3 separate regions of the Mus musculus genome follow, and regions 1 and 3 are each linked to region 2. Evidence: chromatin contacts called from public promoter capture Hi-C data. All regions are on one chromosome and are shown on one strand. The core of a region is the stretch at or near the end of the contact, and the rest is flanking DNA. Distances in the headings are between cores, read along the strand shown.

What was found. Promoter capture Hi-C pulls out the DNA fragments that hold promoters and counts their contacts.
Region 1: a contact with region 2 is called in a promoter capture Hi-C map of stem cell-derived epiblast-like cells, with 3 times the contacts expected there. The contact joins the promoter of Pear1 here to the promoter of Hapln2 in region 2. A contact is called at or near these places in 5 of 39 promoter capture datasets (the 3T3-L1 cell line, the HPC-7 cell line, embryonic stem cells and 1 more), 3 of 115 datasets of contacts at active chromatin or transcription factors (embryonic stem cells, neural tube and pancreatic cancer cells) and 1 of 9 other capture datasets (adipose tissue).
Region 3: a promoter capture Hi-C map of stem cell-derived epiblast-like cells shows a contact between it and region 2, with 5 times the contacts expected there. The contact joins the promoter of Etv3l here to the promoter of Hapln2 in region 2.

Annotation. Positions count from the first base shown.
Region 1 is chr3:87,767,461-87,770,410 of GRCm38.p6, reverse strand. Pear1 (platelet endothelial aggregation receptor 1) reads left to right here and starts at 1,458. Exons shown (of 25, transcript NM_152799.2): 1 at 1,458-1,533.
Region 2 is chr3:88,026,187-88,028,886 of GRCm38.p6, reverse strand. Hapln2 (hyaluronan and proteoglycan link protein 2) reads left to right here and starts at 1,376. Exons shown (of 7, transcript NM_022031.2): 1 at 1,376-1,502; 2 at 1,947-2,002.
Region 3 is chr3:87,548,719-87,551,418 of GRCm38.p6, reverse strand. Etv3l (ets variant 3-like) reads right to left here and starts at 1,362. Exons shown (of 6, transcript NM_001370856.1): 1 at 1,184-1,362.

The DNA.
Region 1 (2,950 bases), core at 209-2,708, 260 kb after region 2:
CCACTGCACCTGAGCTCTGCCCAGTTTATCATCAGAACAACTGTTAAACAGCATTGCCTGTCTCTCACCTGGATTATAATAATAATAATATTAGTAATTATTATATATCAGTATTATACACAATATTAGTAAGTATTATACACAAACAGCTTGGAACCACAATATCCAAGAATCAGGAATTGTCAGGACACAGCAATCCTGTTCTTGAATAGCCCAGTGCTGTCACCTGCTGTAGTAGAGAACACCCAACGGCCCAGAAACTTTATGGTGAGGGGAAGAAGATGGACATACGTGAGTACATACTCTATGATGACATTTACACGGATATTCTAGAAATATAAACTACAGAAAGCAAATCAAAACTTTCGTGGGGTTTGGGCTAGGGGTGAGGACGGAATCTGCGTCCTTACTGTAGCCTAGAGTAGGTACACTGGGGGAGATGGACTTTAAAACATTAGATTGACTTCTGTTGCAGGGGAGGGAATATGTACCATGCTATGGCACTGTTGTGGGCATAGATGACAAGTTTTGGGATTTGATTCTCACCTTCTACCATGTGGGTCCCTGGGTTCAACCTCAGGTCATCAGGCTTGGTGGCAAGCGCGTTACACCCCCTCGACCCCTCCCTGAGCCATCTCTCCATCCCCAGAGAGGGACATTTTAAACCACACTTTTATTGGGATGAACACATTTGTCTAAGCCAATGAAACAGCATGCTAAGTAGAATAAGCTAGATGTGGAAGGTCGGAGGCCGGAGCTGAGGTACATATAGCCTAACTTCACGATGGCTACCAGGGCCAGGGGATGCAGACTGAGTTTCAGTTTGGGATGAGGAGAAAGCTCTGGAAATTGACAGTAGCAAAGGTTTCGTATATGTGAAATACTTTATGCCACCGAACTGTATACTTAACATTTGTTGAAAGGATGTGTTTTATATTGTGTATGTTTTGCCACGATAAAGTTTTGGAACATTATTCATCAAGCCAAGTGGGCTTATTTTTATTATATGTCAATCACTCTTAAATAAAGGTGTCCCTGCTGTTTAGAATTCAACCTAGGGCCTGCAGCATAAGCCACACTCCCCCAGGCCCAAGTTGTCTTTGTTCTGAGACCTGACTGTGGTAGGTCGCTGAGTTCTTCGGAGCAAGCTGATGAGCAAGATCTGCTTTCTTTATGTAGCAGAATCCTGCTTCAACTCTTGCAAAGGTCCCAAAGATCTGACCGCGCAGGCAGGGTGCCCCTCCCCTGAAGGCCGCCAGGGGGCGCCGCCGGGCAGGAAAGAGGGGCGTCGGGTGGACCGCGACGCCGGGAGCCGGGGCTGTCAGGTTGGGCGGCTCTCCCCGTCCACTTCGCAGACAGGCGTGCGGAGGGCTGACCCCACCCGGCCGGGCTCCAGCCTCCCCGCGCGGACTTCCTGCCTGGGCGCGGGCGGAGGCCCACCCCCTTCCTGCCCGCGCAGCCAGCTCTGTCGGCCAGCAGGACCCGTCGGTACAACACGCCGCTCTGAGCTCCGAGCTCCGAGCCCCGAGGCAGGTGAGTGACCTGCCCTGGGCTCTGGAGCCCGAGACCGCTGGGCTGAAACCTGAAGAGAGGAAAGGAGGAGATGGAGTGGGGACTCCTGTGTGTGTGTGTGTGTGTGTTCCGTCTAAGTGGAAAGAGAAGAGAAAGGAGAAAGGAGAGAGTTAGGGGAAGAGAAGAAAGTGAGATCTAAGTAGAGAAAGCCGCCTAAGTGAAAAGAGAGAGAGAGAGGAGAGAAAGAAGAGAGCGAGCAGAGAGGGAGAGGGAGACCTAACTAAGTAGAAAAAGAAAGCTGCGTAGCTCTGAGGATAAGGAGCTAGGATGGGGACCAGCCTGGGAGAGCTCTCTTCTCGCCCTGAGGAAGGCAGCCTGCAAGTCTCCTGGATTCCAGTGTGCTGTTTGCTAGTGTAGAACCATGGTGGTGGTACCGAAGCCCTGAAAAGCAACCCTAAACCTTGTCTTCCCTCTATCCCCCAATTTCTTCTTTCTGGGAGGACCAACAAAACACAGTTGCCTGCCTGTCTCCTCCTATGTCTCGCGGAGAAAGACCCTGTTTAGTGTTCATAGTGTTGCCCCCTACCCCTGCCCAGGGAAGAGATTGGATTTGCGTGTCCTTTCCCATCTTGTAGGGGAGAGGTCAGCCATAGGCACCTACAGTCTCTGAGGCTTGTTTATTGTTGTTTTTTTGTTTGTTTTTCTTTTTCCTGGATGATGTGGGCCCATAGCCAGGCTGATAGTGTGAGCCCTGGGGCCCGGGAACCCAAGCTCCATCCAGCAAGGCCTCCCTCACTTCGCATCCCTGTTTCCAGCCTCTAGCCACGGACTCGTGACTCCTTGTTTTGGACTTTTAGTAGAGCCTGCTGCCCCAGCTGGGGACGGTGACCCCTGGTCCCCGGAGACTGGAACAGCGTGTGCTGGTTGAAGTTCCCAGGCTCAGCCAGGCCTTAGCTCTAGGCAGGGCCGGATAAGGGGTCAGTTCTCAACCCCTGCCTATGCTAGGCCTAGGGGGTTGGAGGCTGTTCTCCAAACCCAACTCCAGCCCACAGTACAGTGCCCTACCTCTGGCTGTGTGTGCATGGGTGAGATGGGTGTGGGCTGGCCTCCCACCTGCCAGCCTACCCTGCTTGGCTGCTCTTCCAAAACCTGCCCCCTCCCTGGCTTGCCTTTTTCTTCTCAGTGAAGGGTGAAGTGGGAGGGTTGGCTTCTGCTTCTCCACTCCATTCCAACATGCCCTATCAGACAACCCAGAAGAGGAAACCCTCCCCAGGCAGCCTGCTCCACCAGCGAGAAACCCAGAGAAAGATAGTTGCCACAGCCACTGTATGTGGCTTCTCTGAGGAAACTCCAGCTTGGAACAGGATGATGGCTCCTGGTACCTGCCCTGTGGGGCAGCCAGCGTGTGGGGTGGGGTGGGGGGAGCTAGCAGAAAGGC
Region 2 (2,700 bases), core at 127-2,626:
TTTATATTCTTTTGTTTTGTTTTGTTTTGGTTTTGGTTTTTCGAAACAGGGTTTCTCTGTATAGCCCTGGCTGTCCTGGAACTCACTTTGTAGACCAGGCTGGCCTCAGACTCAGAAATCCACCTGCCTCTGCCTTCCAAGTGCTGGAATTAAAGGCATGCGCCACCACTGCCCAGCTTTATATTCTTATTATTTCATATGTGTGGATGTTTTCCTGAGTGTGTGCCTGTGCATCATGTGTGTTCCTGATGCCTCCTGTGGCCAGAAGAGGGCATCAGATCCCTCGGGACTAGAGTTACAGCCGTGAGCTGCTGTGTGTGTGCTGGGAATTGAAGTCAGATCCTCTGGAAAACAGCCAGCGCTCTTAACTTCTCTGGCCCTGTTTTTCTTTTTTTTTTTCTTTTTCTTTTCTTTCTTTTTTGAGAAAGGTTTCAACTCCGAAGCCCAAGGCAGACTCAAACTCATGACACTCCTCCTGTTTCAGCATTTCAAGTGGTGGTCCACATCTGTGGCCTCTCCAGAATTTTAAAATGTTATTGTTGTATGTGAGGGACTGTAGGTTGAGTTTCAGTGTGGAGGTCAGAGGACGACTTTTGGGGGTCCATCTTCTCCTTCCACTGTGAGTCTGGTGATTGAATTCAGCTGCCAGGATGTGGTTTTACCTACCAAGCATCTCACCAGCCTTGAAAATGTAAACAAAATCCATCCATGGGTGCAGAGGAAGGAGGAACTGTGAAATCAGATGACTCTATTTTAGAGAGATTCCCATGGTGCTGGAGAGATGGCTCAGGTGTTAAGAGCACTTGCTCTTTCAAAGGACCCAGGTTTCATTTTCAGCACCCAAGTTACAGCTCTCAGGGTCTGTAACTTCTGTTCCATGGTATCTGTTGCCCTCTTCTGGCCGTTTTAGGCACTACAGACATGGCGCACAGACATGCACCACTATAAATTAAAAGCCACACTCATACATCTAAAATAATGAAATAAAAATAGCTAGAGAATTTCCATAGTCCCTCCTTGCTAGGAGTCCCTTCCCAGGGACAGAAGCATCTTCCTGTGATTTCTACCTCTCTAGCAGCAACCCCAGCTGTGCAGCATCACGCATGATCTTTTTATAATCCTGGAGTTTAGAGTACTGAGGGTGCCCCATTCCAGCCTTCTCCTATCCTCTTCCTGGATGTCAGTTTCTGCTCTGAGCCAATCACCCACCCAGGCCTTTTTCCGGTGGTTTGTGCCAGCCTGTCCTGCATCCCACATCCCCAGCTGTTGACATTTCCATGCCATTGCCCAAGGGACGAATAAAGGGCCCCTGTTACCCAACAATAGGGGAGAAGACAGGGACAATGGGAAATTGTGTTTCTAATAGGGTGTGGACAGAAAAGAAAAGGACAGACAGACAGAAAGGGTCAGGGTCCTGAAGCAGCCAGACATCCTGAAAATCTGACTCCCATCTTGACAGCCTCTTCTGAAAGGCCATATATAGCCTGGCACAGAGGGCACAGGTGAGGGCTTTGGTGGGGGGGAGGGCAATTCTGTTGTTTGGATGGGGTCCATATGAAAATACAGAGCTGGATTCACAATTAGGGTTCGTCCCCGCTCCTCCTGGTCCAGCACCCTTGTACTTACAATTGGTCTGTCCCACCCCTGGTCTAAGGACAGAAGTAGCAAGGCCCGCTCTCCACACTCTTTTAGGTAATCTCCAGGATTGCTTTACTCTGCCCCCAACCGGTGTCTTGCCCTGGCCCCAGGACATCAACTGGCACAGATGCAATCACGGCTGACTTAGTGTGCTGCGTGAACATAGGCCTCAGTGCCTTGGCTTCTCTGAACACAGGAAACGAGTCTCTCTAGAACCGTGTCAGAGGAGCTGCAGTCCTGAGGCTCTAGGGTGCTTTGAACCCCCAGAATCCCTAATGAACCCCCACTGCAACTTCTTCCTTCTGCAGGACAGGAAGCTGCTGAGCACAGCTCGATTTGCCTCTGAGGAGAGATCATCTTGCAGGTAGGCAATGGGCTGCTGGCTTTCTATGTGTGGAAATGTTATATGTGTGCTTCTCTTAAAATACAGAACCTTAGATCAGTGACTAAGAGCTCAAGCTGGCCCAATCTGATTCAAACCCCAGTTGAACCTCCTTCCATAGCTCGGTGACTGTACCTGGGTGTTTATCAATGCCTCCCTGGATAGCCAGAGGAGTCAGAACAGTATACCGCAAAGTGCCTAAGTCAGATTGGACTTTAAACATGTCCGTGGTAGCTCAGTCCATTTTTTATTGCACTTTTATTTATTTTGTGTTTATGTGTGGTGTGCCTGTGCCATGCTTGTGTGAATGGAGTCCGAGGACAAGGTGTGGGAGTCGGCTCCCTCCTTTAAGCGTATGAGACCTAGGAAATGAACTCAGGTCATTAGTCTTGGTGGGGACCATCTTTACACATGGAGCTATCTCGTCAGCGCCTAAACATAAAGATCACTCTTATTTACCAGGCTGTCCCATATGGACTCCTGTCCCACATGCTTTACTTGTAATTGAGAAAGGGTTTCTCTGTGTAACCCTGGCTGTCCTAGAACTCACTATATAAACCAGGCTGGCCGCAGACTCACAGAAATTCACCTGCCTTTGCCTCTTGAATTCTGGGATTAAAGACATATACTACTTGACATTTTTATTTTTATTATTGGGAGGTTTTTTTTTGTTTTGTTTT
Region 3 (2,700 bases), core at 113-2,612, 480 kb after region 2:
CTTAGGGAAGCCTCCCGAACATCCCACCCCGGCCCTTAGTCTCCCCACCAGGAACAAGAAATCCCGTGCAGCAGGCACTAAGGGGGCAGCAGGGCAAGGCAGGCAGGAGATGAAAGTTCCAGCAAACAGTTGAGCTGGGTGAGCTCATCACTGCCCAGGGCAGGGCGTTAGATCAGCCGGAAAACCCGGCAGCAAGCAGAGGTAGCCCGCAACCCTGCATCCCAGCATCCAAGGCCTCCGTCCATAAAAACCAATCCCGTGTCTACATCTAGCCCAGACCTCCAGGCTAGACCTGAGCCCTTCACTTTCTATCAAGTCTGAAGCTCTCTCAGCTGATTCTGTGCTTGAGTCTCTATGCCCAGGAGGCTCCACTGTCCTTTGACAAAGCCAGAGAGATCAAACCCCCTCCACCCCGACCCTGACCCAGGGCTTGGAGAGAGTTTGAAACTTTCTCTTGGCATCGCACCTGCCTCTCTAGCCTGCATCTGTGCTCACTACCATAAGGGCTCTCATACGTCAGGATTCTTGGCCCTAGTACTTTGGGAAACGGTGTGAGAAAGGAAGAGGGGCAGGTGGATGGAGCAGAACCCTCTTGCCCCACCAGAGGCATGCATCCCTTTAGTTCATCCTGCCAGGCTCAGGAGGAATTCTCTGTCCTGTCTCCACCCACTCCGTGATGCTCCCCAACTCGGCTGCCTCCATCTGCTCCCCAGTCAGCCTCAACAACTGGCCTTTTACCCCCGACCGACCCGACTATCGTCGTCCCCCGAAACCCCCACCCCCACCCCAACCCGTGCCCTGGAGCAATGAGCCTGGGCAGGGGCATGGCTCCTAAGGACCCACAAGGCTAGCAGGATGAGAAGTTGGCTGAGAGCTTGGTTATTTGCTCATCATTCACCCCAGAGTCTTGTCTGTTCCAGATAGTAGATACTGGCCCCACCTTCATAGAAGAACTCCCTGCTACACTGAACCAGTGTCCCTGTGACATCCTCCCACAGATGCCGGAAAGCTCTCTGCCCTGAGCACACAACTCCAGCTCTGTGCCATTCCTCTGGAGAAAGAAAAGCCTCGCCACACCTGTGGGCTTCAGCTCCTTCCGCCCCACTTCCCAACTGTCCCATAACTGGCTCCATATCCGGGTGCACAGAGGAGCCCCCGTCTCAGACCTGCCAGGATGGCTTACCGCTTTGGATCATCAATTCTGCGCGCAGTCTGGTTCCTTCTGACTCGCTCCTTGCCCTTGCTCATCGCGTTAGGGTTACTTAAAATGAGAGCGGGGATCTCCAAGCTCCCAGGGGAGCCAAGGTCGTTTGCAGACAGCACCATTAACCCTTTGAGAGCCAGTGGCACGGCTCGATGCCTTATACAGACACCCCACACATGTGTCCACCTTGCAGCAGAGTAGGGGCTCTTCCTGTGGGGTGGCTGGCTCCTAAAGTACCTGCTAGGGACACTTCCTCCTTTTCAATTCTTCTCAAGGTTACTGACCTGCTGGGACGTCCTGCGAGTTGTCTAGCCATCCATTCTTTCTTGTGTAGCATTCTGTGGAGATCGGAGTTCAGATCTAAAAACTGACCTCATACCTCCCAGACTTAAACGTGACTCCAGCCTTTGCTTGAGATGCGCTCTCACTCACTCACTCACTGACTCACTGACTCACTCACTCACTCACTCACTCACTCACTCACTCACTCACTCACTCACTCACTAGTGCCAGATTGTCACAACCTGTAACTTTCCTTCTTTGGCTAGAATAAAATGATATAGATGAAATATATTTTAAAGTATATTATTTTTTACTTACTCCTTAGTACTGGAGACATGGCTAGGCAAATTCTTCCACCAGTGAGTCCCATCTTCCACATGATAGTTACTCAAGGTCATTTTTCTAAAGATTTAAAGGCACATAATATGTTTACTCTCTTATGGTTCTAGAGATTAAAAAAATTTTTTTAAGACCTTACTAATTTGACTTGAAGTTAGACAACAGGAAGAACTTCCAACTAAAGACTAAGCCAGTTAGGAGACAGTGACTACAGGAGTATCAGACAGCTCAGTGAGGAACAAGATAAGGGCTAGAATTCCCAGGACATCTTGGGGAGGAGATGAGAACTTAGCTGAGATGCCTAAGGAACAGGATCTCAGGTTGATACCTGGGACCAAGCCACCCTGGAGCCTGTCAGGGCTGTGTTCAGCTTTCCAGCCCCAAGCAGGGAGAAGGCTGATGGATGTTGTTGGTATCAGTATGATTTTCCTGTCTTCACTGACTCTGGGAGGCCATGCCCCCACCCCTCAGCATACTGCCTTCTGAGCTGATGGAGATGGGATGGAGGGCACGGAATTACATTCTGGGCTTGTTTTCTGGTTAAATCAACCGAAGCTAGCGTGATGGACAGGTGGGAGAGGGGCTGATTGATGGAAGACAAGAGCTGGGCCTCAGGGAGGGAGGGAGGGTCCTGGTGAAGGCAGGGCTCCGTAGGCCAGAGCCATGCAGGAAGGGTAACCTCGCACAGTGATGGGCAAGAGGAGACACACGGTGAAGGGAAGAGGAGATGTAGTTAGCATCCTGCTGTCTGTCGTAGGTGCTGGGTCTGCAGTGCAGCAGGCTGGCCTGCCCCTTGCTCGCCATCACCCACCTACGCTCATTCACTTAAGAGTTTGAAGCCTGGGCCTCCTGTCCACCATAGACAGGAGGCTGCT